Linked DNA regions of Mus musculus: region 2 is linked to region 1. A link is a contact called in public Hi-C data. All regions are on one chromosome and are shown on one strand. Each heading gives the region's core, a stretch centred on a gene start, on an enhancer-like site or on the middle of the called end of the contact. The rest is flanking DNA. Distances are from core to core; before and after follow the strand shown. Region 1 overlaps Gm31563 (a long non-coding RNA gene). Region 2 overlaps Igfbpl1 (insulin-like growth factor binding protein-like 1).

The links. Hi-C and Micro-C count contacts between places; a contact is called where the count stands out from the background.
Region 2: a contact with region 1 is called in a Hi-C map of the N1E-115 cell line, with 3 times the contacts expected there. The contact joins two enhancer-like sites. A contact is called at or near these places in 2 of 39 promoter capture datasets (liver and pre-B cells), 1 of 15 datasets of contacts at CTCF or cohesin (large pre-B cells), 12 of 484 Hi-C or Micro-C datasets (the G1E-ER4 cell line, the HL-1 cell line, the N1E-115 cell line and 7 more) and 2 of 9 other capture datasets (adipose tissue and liver).

Annotation. Positions count from the first base shown.
Region 1 is chr4:45,729,313-45,733,134 of GRCm38.p6, reverse strand. Gm31563 (a long non-coding RNA gene) reads left to right here. Exons shown (of 4, transcript XR_881227.1): 2 at 1,674-1,920. Among named protein-coding and RNA genes, the nearest start is that of Gm31563, 9.1 kb to the left of the region's middle. Within about 2 kb of position 1,889, at least 25 of the 459 cell types and tissues checked have an H3K27ac peak or open chromatin away from gene starts, as enhancers often do. A contact at or near this core is called in the N1E-115 cell line, where this site is marked.
Region 2 is chr4:45,818,602-45,822,423 of GRCm38.p6, reverse strand. The region is part of intron 1 of Igfbpl1 (insulin-like growth factor binding protein-like 1); the gene reads left to right. Among named protein-coding and RNA genes, the nearest start is that of Igfbpl1, 6.3 kb to the left of the region's middle. Within about 2 kb of position 1,748, at least 145 of the 459 cell types and tissues checked have an H3K27ac peak or open chromatin away from gene starts, as enhancers often do. A contact at or near this core is called in the N1E-115 cell line, where this site is marked.

The DNA.
Region 1 (3,822 bases), core at 640-3,139:
CGATGTTCAAGAGAGAGGCAAAGACTCTCTCAGGACTATCTGAGCCATATTTTTGTATTGAGAATCTGTAGTTATTGGCCAACCATGCTGAAGAATGAGTTGTGGTTAGTAAGATCAACATCACTGAGGTGAAATCTTCTGGGAACTCTTTCTTCAGAACGATCACAAAGAAGCTGTGGTCCAGGAGACCACATCTGGCAACAGAATTTAGCCAATAATATGTAAGACTCTCATACATGGCACTGGTTTCGAAGGCATGAAAGAGTTGGTCATAGAGAGCGGCTGACAGTTTGGCACCATGTTCAGAGATGGAGTCCCCAAAGAGAGATCACCATTGAAAGCACAGAGACTCTCACCGAGGAGACCCCACTCCTGATTCCAATTTTGCTCTACTTTGCTTTCTGTTGCTGTGATAAACACCACGGCCAAAAGTAACTTGGAAAGGGGGGAAGGGGCTTATTGGGCTTAATGTCCAATACATTTATGATAAAAAATTAATAATTCCATCCATGAGGAAATTCAGGGCAGAAATTAAGCCAGGAGCAGTCATTATAGAAGAATATTACTCACCAGCTTTTTCTTCTGAGCCATGCTCAGCCGGATTTCTTATATAACCCAGCACCATCTGCCAGGAGTGGCACCACCCGTGGTGGGCTGGGTCTTCCTACTTCAATTAGCAATCAAGAAAATGCTTCCTAGACATGCCCCCCAGGCCAGTGAGACAGAGGCAGTCCCCCAAAGGAGACTCTCTCAATCACTCTGGGCTGTGTCAAGTTGAAGCTAACTGGGAACTATAAGAATAATACAGACCATCTTCTGTTATCATAATGTAATAAGCCATAGCTATTTCTTTGAACAATTCCAGTTAAATAGGATACAAGTAGAAAATACATTAATTTTTTTTTCCTGCCAATGTCTCTTCAAATTGGTTCTTTGTAGTTCATTACCCCTCAACCCTTGGGTGAAATCTCAGGTGTGTCCCATAACTTTTCCAATCATCCTTGGATAACAGAAAAGCCTTCAATTTCTCCTGTGGGTTTAAAAAAGGAAGAAAAAAGCCGGTGAAACTCCTACATCTCCTTAGTATGCCATGTCAGTACAGTGCTGCTCCGTGGAAGCTGATGTGACAAGACAGAGCAGGTTATGAGAAGAAACATCTTTGACGGATTGTATGGACCTTTTCAAAAATTAGGAATTATTTAAGATTTGCATGCAGTTGGAAGATACATTACAGAACCGCATGGATCTTTTGCCCAGTTTCCTCAGCAACACTGAGATACAAACTTACAACCTGGGTCTTGGCATCAACAGACTCCCCCCTCCCCATCCTATATAGCTCTCCCTCTCCCCCTCCCCCTTCCCTCCCCTCCCCCTCCCCCTCCCCCCCCCCCTCTCTCTCTCTCTCTCTCTCTCTCTCTCTCTCCAAGTGTGCTTGTGCTCATCTGTATGAGTGTGTTTGGTTCTACCCATGACATCATTTTTAGGTTGGTATGTCAATCACCACAGTCCAGATACTGATGACTTCATGCCCACAGATCTCTCACATCATCTTCTTATAGCCACGCCGTATCCTCCTCCACAATGAGGTTTTATTGTTGTTGTTGTTAAGATTCATTTTTCTTTATGTGTACATGACTATGTGTGTTTTGTGTGTGTGTGTTTATGGGGTACAGGCACAGGAGTGCAGGTGCCCTTGGAGGCTAGGAGAAGGTTATCAGATCCTGCTGGAGCTGGAATTCCAGGCTGTTATGTGATGCTGAGGACTGAATTGCAATCTCTGGAAGAGCGGCTGCAACTCTTAACTACCACGACGTCACCATCTCTCCATCCCTCTAACAATGAGTTCTGACAAATCTATACGCACAGTTACAAGAGCGCTCCCACTGACCCCTACCAACAGCTCCTTTGCACCCTCTACAGGTCAGTTCCTTCCCCAACCCATTCTACAGCAAGGGATCTGCTTCTTATTACCATAGTTTTGCTTTTTTCCCCAGAATTTTGTCTACGTGCAATCAGCATAATGGTTTTAAAATCTGCTCGTGCTGTGGCCAGCATCAGTAATCTATGCCTTTCTCACTGAGCAAGTTACTCGCACAGATAGATCCCATTTCCTGTGTCCCCGGGGATCTTAAGTCTCCCTGCGTTGGGGTCTCATTGAACCTGTGGGTCGCTGCTCTAATGATCTCATCTGTTGATTTCATCACCATCTGTATCGAGTTACTGCCCATATTTTCCTACTTCTTAGACCACTGGGTAAATTTTCCCCTTGTAGGCAGGCGCTGCACGTTTTCTATGCATCACTGCTGGATTTTGTGTTCCTTTAAGTAGCACTGTGTTTTGTTTGGGAGCACAAATGGGTCAGATCCTTTCCAGGCCTCCAGACACCTTAGTTAGAGTTATGCCAGGCCCACCAGTAAGACAAAACCTTTCTGAAGATCCTCCTCCAGCCAGAATATTAGCTATTTCTTGGTGTCCCGGCCCTGTACAAGCTCCAGATCCCTTTCTGGTGGCAGAGATTGACAGCAGACGCCATTTAGCGTCTTAAAGAGGAACCCAGAGGCAGGAATAATAAAGGAAAGAGCAATAGGCCTGACTGTGTGGACCCTCTCTCCTGCGTTTCCTCTCAAATTCTTGTCAATGCATTGTTGCTTGGGGTTGATCTGGAGTCAGTTGGGAGAAGCGCAGTGGGTCCTGGAGAAGTTCAAGGCCTGTGTTTGAGCAGCGGATCCCCCACTGTGTGACCACAGAGGGAGTCCCAGCTGGGCTGGACTCACCCTTCAGAGCTGGATAATATAGAGTGGGGCACAATGTCCCCAGAGGCTTGCCAGCCGTTTACCTTTCTGGCTCAGTGTGTTTGTTTTCTTTATCCATTGGGCACCCCAGCTGCACTCCAACATAGCCTCTTAGTCCTCATTCCTATTTAAATATAATTTAGTTTTTATTTGATTTATGGACTCCACCCCAGTCGCTGAACTTCATTGGGCTGGGACAGTTTATTGATTTTCAATAATGGCAGGGCAGAAGAATAAAGAGATGACAGCAGCTCTTGGCTGCAGACCTGGGGCTGGCTGAGGGAAGCAGCATTAATCACCACTGAGGTGATCACTCAGACAGTCCCTAATGGAGCAGTGACCCTGGGACTCCACCAGCCTGGGACAGCTCTGAAGGCCACACAGCGATCATGCACCTCTGTTAGCAGGAGCTTGCAGCACTGCCTAGCTGGGCTCTCACCCCAGTCTCTCCTGCATAAGTCTCCGGCTCACTGACTCTAAGTGAAGGTGCACAGAATCTCAACAGACACAGGAGGTGGAGGAAACAGATATGGTTGCGGCTTCTCTGCCAACCAACACAGCAAGGCCGGTTGGTGTTACCTCCTGGCTTTCTTTAGTCCCTGGACATTTGTATATGAAAGAGAGATGATGCAAGTATGTCATTACACTCTTACATATGCACCTAATAAGATCAAATTACGACTTCATGTTAGGAGAGCCTGACGAAACTCTCTACCTAGAAACTAAAGGATTGTGGGAAAGCAGAATGAGTTAAAGAGTGGCTGGTCCTTACTGCTTGTTCAAGTCCCTTATCTTAGACAAACCTTACAAGAAACATCCCTAAAGCGTGATTACCACAGCTCTCTAGCCAAAAGGCGTATAGTGGAACATGTTGCTAAGGAAATGTTTTGCCACCTAAATTGCTTCTTACTCCAATGTCTGTTCCTGTAAACATGTGTAACCGTAATGGAAAATTCCACTGATGCTCAGGGGACTCAATGGACAACCCTCAGATGGTCACAGAGACAGAGGTTACGATGTGTTATCTGAC
Region 2 (3,822 bases), core at 499-2,998, 89 kb before region 1:
AGGTAGACTGGAAGGAAAACCTGCTCCTTCTAGCATGATGACAGCCCTGATAACACTAAGGTGAGATGCTAGGTCCTGGGATCTTTGAAGATGGCTGTCATCCATCTCCAGCCTGCAGGACGTTGAGCCACTGCAGTTTCTCCGAGTGATGGTGATTCTGATGGTTAAGGGTCATGGCCTCTGGCATCACCAGATAGGCTGTGTCAGCAGAGGTCAGCAGAGGGCTTCAAGCAAGCACAATGGGAAGGCCTGGTCTAGGTAACATGAGCTGCTGTGTCCCTGGGTCCCTCCTTAGGACAGCGTGGCAGATTGCAAGGGCTCTTCAAGTGTTCCTTACATCTGCCTGTGGAGGGCAGGCAGGGGGGATGCCATGGCTGGAAGACTTGTGTGTTAAAGCTTTAATCCCCAGCTATGGCACTGTTGGGAGTGGTGGAGTCTTCAGGAGGTAGGGCTTAACTAGAGAATGTAAGTGGGCAGCCATGCCCTGGTGGGGGAAGTCTTGTCCCAGGAGCCACCTTTCATCTTCCCTCTACCTCCTAACAGCCATTAGGTGAACAGCTTTCTTGTACTCTACCCTTCTACTATGAAGACTCTGTCTTGCCACAGACCAAGTCCACAGAGCCAGCCAGCCAAGGACTGACTCAGGTTCTGAGGAGGATGGGCACCTGTACCCAATCTGAAGAAATCATAGCTGGGCCCGGCAGTGGTGGCGCACGCCTTTAATCCCAGCACTTGGGAGGCAGAGGCAGGCAGATTTCTGAGTTCGAGGCCAGCCTGGTCTACACAGAGAAACCCTGTCTCGAAGGGAAAAAAAAAAAAAAAGCTAGAGCTGGGACTAAAGCTTAGCACTGGGTACACAGCATACACAGAACCCTAAGTGGGTTTCCTTGACCACACCCATCATACCAGCTATCCTGCCTCTGGTCCCTGCGCAGCCTGCGGTCACACTAGAGCACTGTGAGGACTGGAGCTGTCTGTCCTGCAAGGGTTATGGGCTGTCACTGGTGGGCCTCACTGGGAAGTGATGTGTGGAGTGTTCTCTCCCTGTGCAGAGCAAAGCCTAAGTAACTGGCCTGAGACTGTCACTTCAGAATGATCAACTGGCAAGGTTGGCCTGTGGCTGGCTTCCGGGGACCCGGACTTCTGGAAGCCATTCCCAGAAGTGGGGGTGGGCACTTCCTACACTGCGGAATGTGGTCCACACCTGTGTCCACATTTCATCACGGAGCAATACCTGCAGTGAACGTGACAGAGTGGCCCTGCTTTGGCTCATGGTTCTGAGGGATCCGGGTCAGAATCTACATACAGCCCCATGTTCTCTTTCAGCCCCCTGGCAAGAACAGCACAACCTGTCAGGTGTGTGTGGTGGAGCACACAACTCACCCCCCAGGCCAGCAAGTGGAAGAGAGAAGCTACCAGAACCCTACTGTCCCCTCTGAGATCACACCTCTGGTGACCTAAAGACCTCTTGCTGGGCTCTGCTTCCTGAAGAGACTGTCACCCCACAGTCACATAGCCTGTGAACTCAGCCTCCAGCACATGAGTGTTAGGGGCTACTTATCCAACCATCTAGGAATCTGAGGCGTAGGTTCAGAATTCAATACCTGTGTGATTAGCCCCTGCTAAAGCCCTGACCTCCCGTGAGCTTCTCCATTAGACAGCACTTCACCGTTGTGTCTCTGGACATGGCTGTGCCCTGTGTCATTTTCCCAGGAGCTGGTTTGGTGCCTGGCTCTGCTCCCTGACATTCCTCTCTGTTGAGTTTGCTCTGTGTCCTCTTGACGTAGGTCATGACCGTGTGACTGTACCCTGTGAGCTGTGAGGCCTCCCAGCAAACCACTCTGCCTGGGAACCCTTCTTGGGATGGAGCCACCAAGATAACAATGGTTTTAACATAGTATTGGATGTTATAAAACCATGGCATGAATTTGAGTCCCAGTTCCTCCAGGTCTTTTGCCTTTCTAAGCTTTACTTTCTCATATAAAATGGGAGTTAGAACACTTACCTTTCAGGGCTGGTGTGAGGGTACAGAAGAGCCCTCCTGGGTAAAGGCAGCATAGTGTTAAGATTGAGAAGTTAAGCCGTTTGTTCTGGAGAACCAAAAAGAGAGCATACCTCCCCCACCATTGAGCTTGAGCAGCGCCCCCTGCTGGCATCTGATAATATTGCTGGAAAGGGAGGAGTTACCTGCTGTAAGCAGCCAACAACAATGTAACTATTCATGGTGGTTGTTAACTGTGCAGAACTGTTATGGATAAGAACGCAAATTTAATGCCAGATATATTCAAATTAAAAGAAGATTACTGACACCCCACAGCCTGAGGAAATCGTCCAAGGTCACAGAACTGCCCTGGTTCCAATGGTGACTTCCCAACTGTATGCCAAAGGTTTGCATCCGTCCAACATGGATCTGCGCACCAGAATGAGTTGTGCAGCATGCAAATTTATAGATACCTACATGCATTGGGTAAGGTCCCTTTAACACCGAAAGCAGAAGGACTCTTTTGTAAAAGAAATGGCATTTCCTGCCGGGAAAGCCCTGGCAGAGGCAGCCTCCCCCAGACAGCCCTTCTTAATTGTAGTTATTGAAAGAGCGGGAGCGGGAGGCTCGCAGGGAGCATGCAGGAAATGTAATTTACTGGTTTATTCATTTAGGTTTGAAAGGGAGCGATGAGGTCTCATTTAAAATTTATGACTTGACTTGAAGAAAAGTGAAACGCGTTGACGAAGCGTTCCCCCTGGAACCCATTGAAGGTCCTGGAATCAGAGGTGGTATGACCGTCCCACAGCCGTTTGGGGACATGCTTGCCTGTGCGAGCGCCTGTGTCACTGAGGAGGCGTTGGCAGGAGGAGAATGTGAATAAATTAGCCCCTCTTTGTTGTGGCAGATGGGGCTTCTGCCAGACAACTCCTTATGTGGGTTGGTGGCTGCAGGGAGTGCTGGAAGTCTCAAGGCTCTGTTCAGGGAGTGTTGGAAGTTAGGGGGCTTTACCAGAGCGCTGGCTGCATTCTAGGATATGGGTTTGGACTTCCCTTTGAAGAACAGTCATGTGGGCGGAGCTGAAAGTGTGGCTGATTGGAAGGGGCAGATGCCTAGCACGGGCCAGGCAGGCTGTACTCAGCTCACTGGAGAGCCATTGCTCCAGGGGCTCCAGCCCTGTTATCAGGTGCTGAAGGACAGAGGACAGAAGCAGCTGCCTTGAGAAGGAGCTCACCGAAGAGCAGAGGGGGGGTGGGTTGGGGGCGGGGGGGGGGGTGGCAGCTCTGCAGGCAGTGAGTTCTCCATTCCAAGAGGTATGCAAATGAGGCTGGATGTTCATGTTAGTGCTCAGACACTGGCTGGACAAGGTCTGTTTCATTGTGTCTGGCTGAGTTTGATTCCTACAGGGTTGCTCATACCGCCTGTAATTCTTCTCTGTGGCCTTCTGCCCCTGGATTCTATAGTGTGACCAACCTTGTCCCTCTCTGGTCTCTCTCCCTTTGTTCTCTGATTTTACTGCAGCTGTGTCCTCGTGGGCACAGGCCCTTGCGTACTGTTTGGTTTGCTGGCCCCAGAATGGTGGTATTTTTCTTTCCTGCTTTCTTCATCTAGCTGTCTGTCTGCCACACCTGCCCCTGACTCTTGCTCACGCATCAGGCCCCCACAGTAACTGTTTTTTCCTTCCATGGCCAGTCACTCTACAACCAGGAGAAGCAGGGCATCTTCTCCCCAAGTCACCAGTGAAGAGACAAGAACGGACCTTCCCTTGGTCAGACTCGGTAGACTCCTGGACCCTAAGGCAAATGGTCAGAGACAAACAGACCCCTTGTTTAGGACTTGAC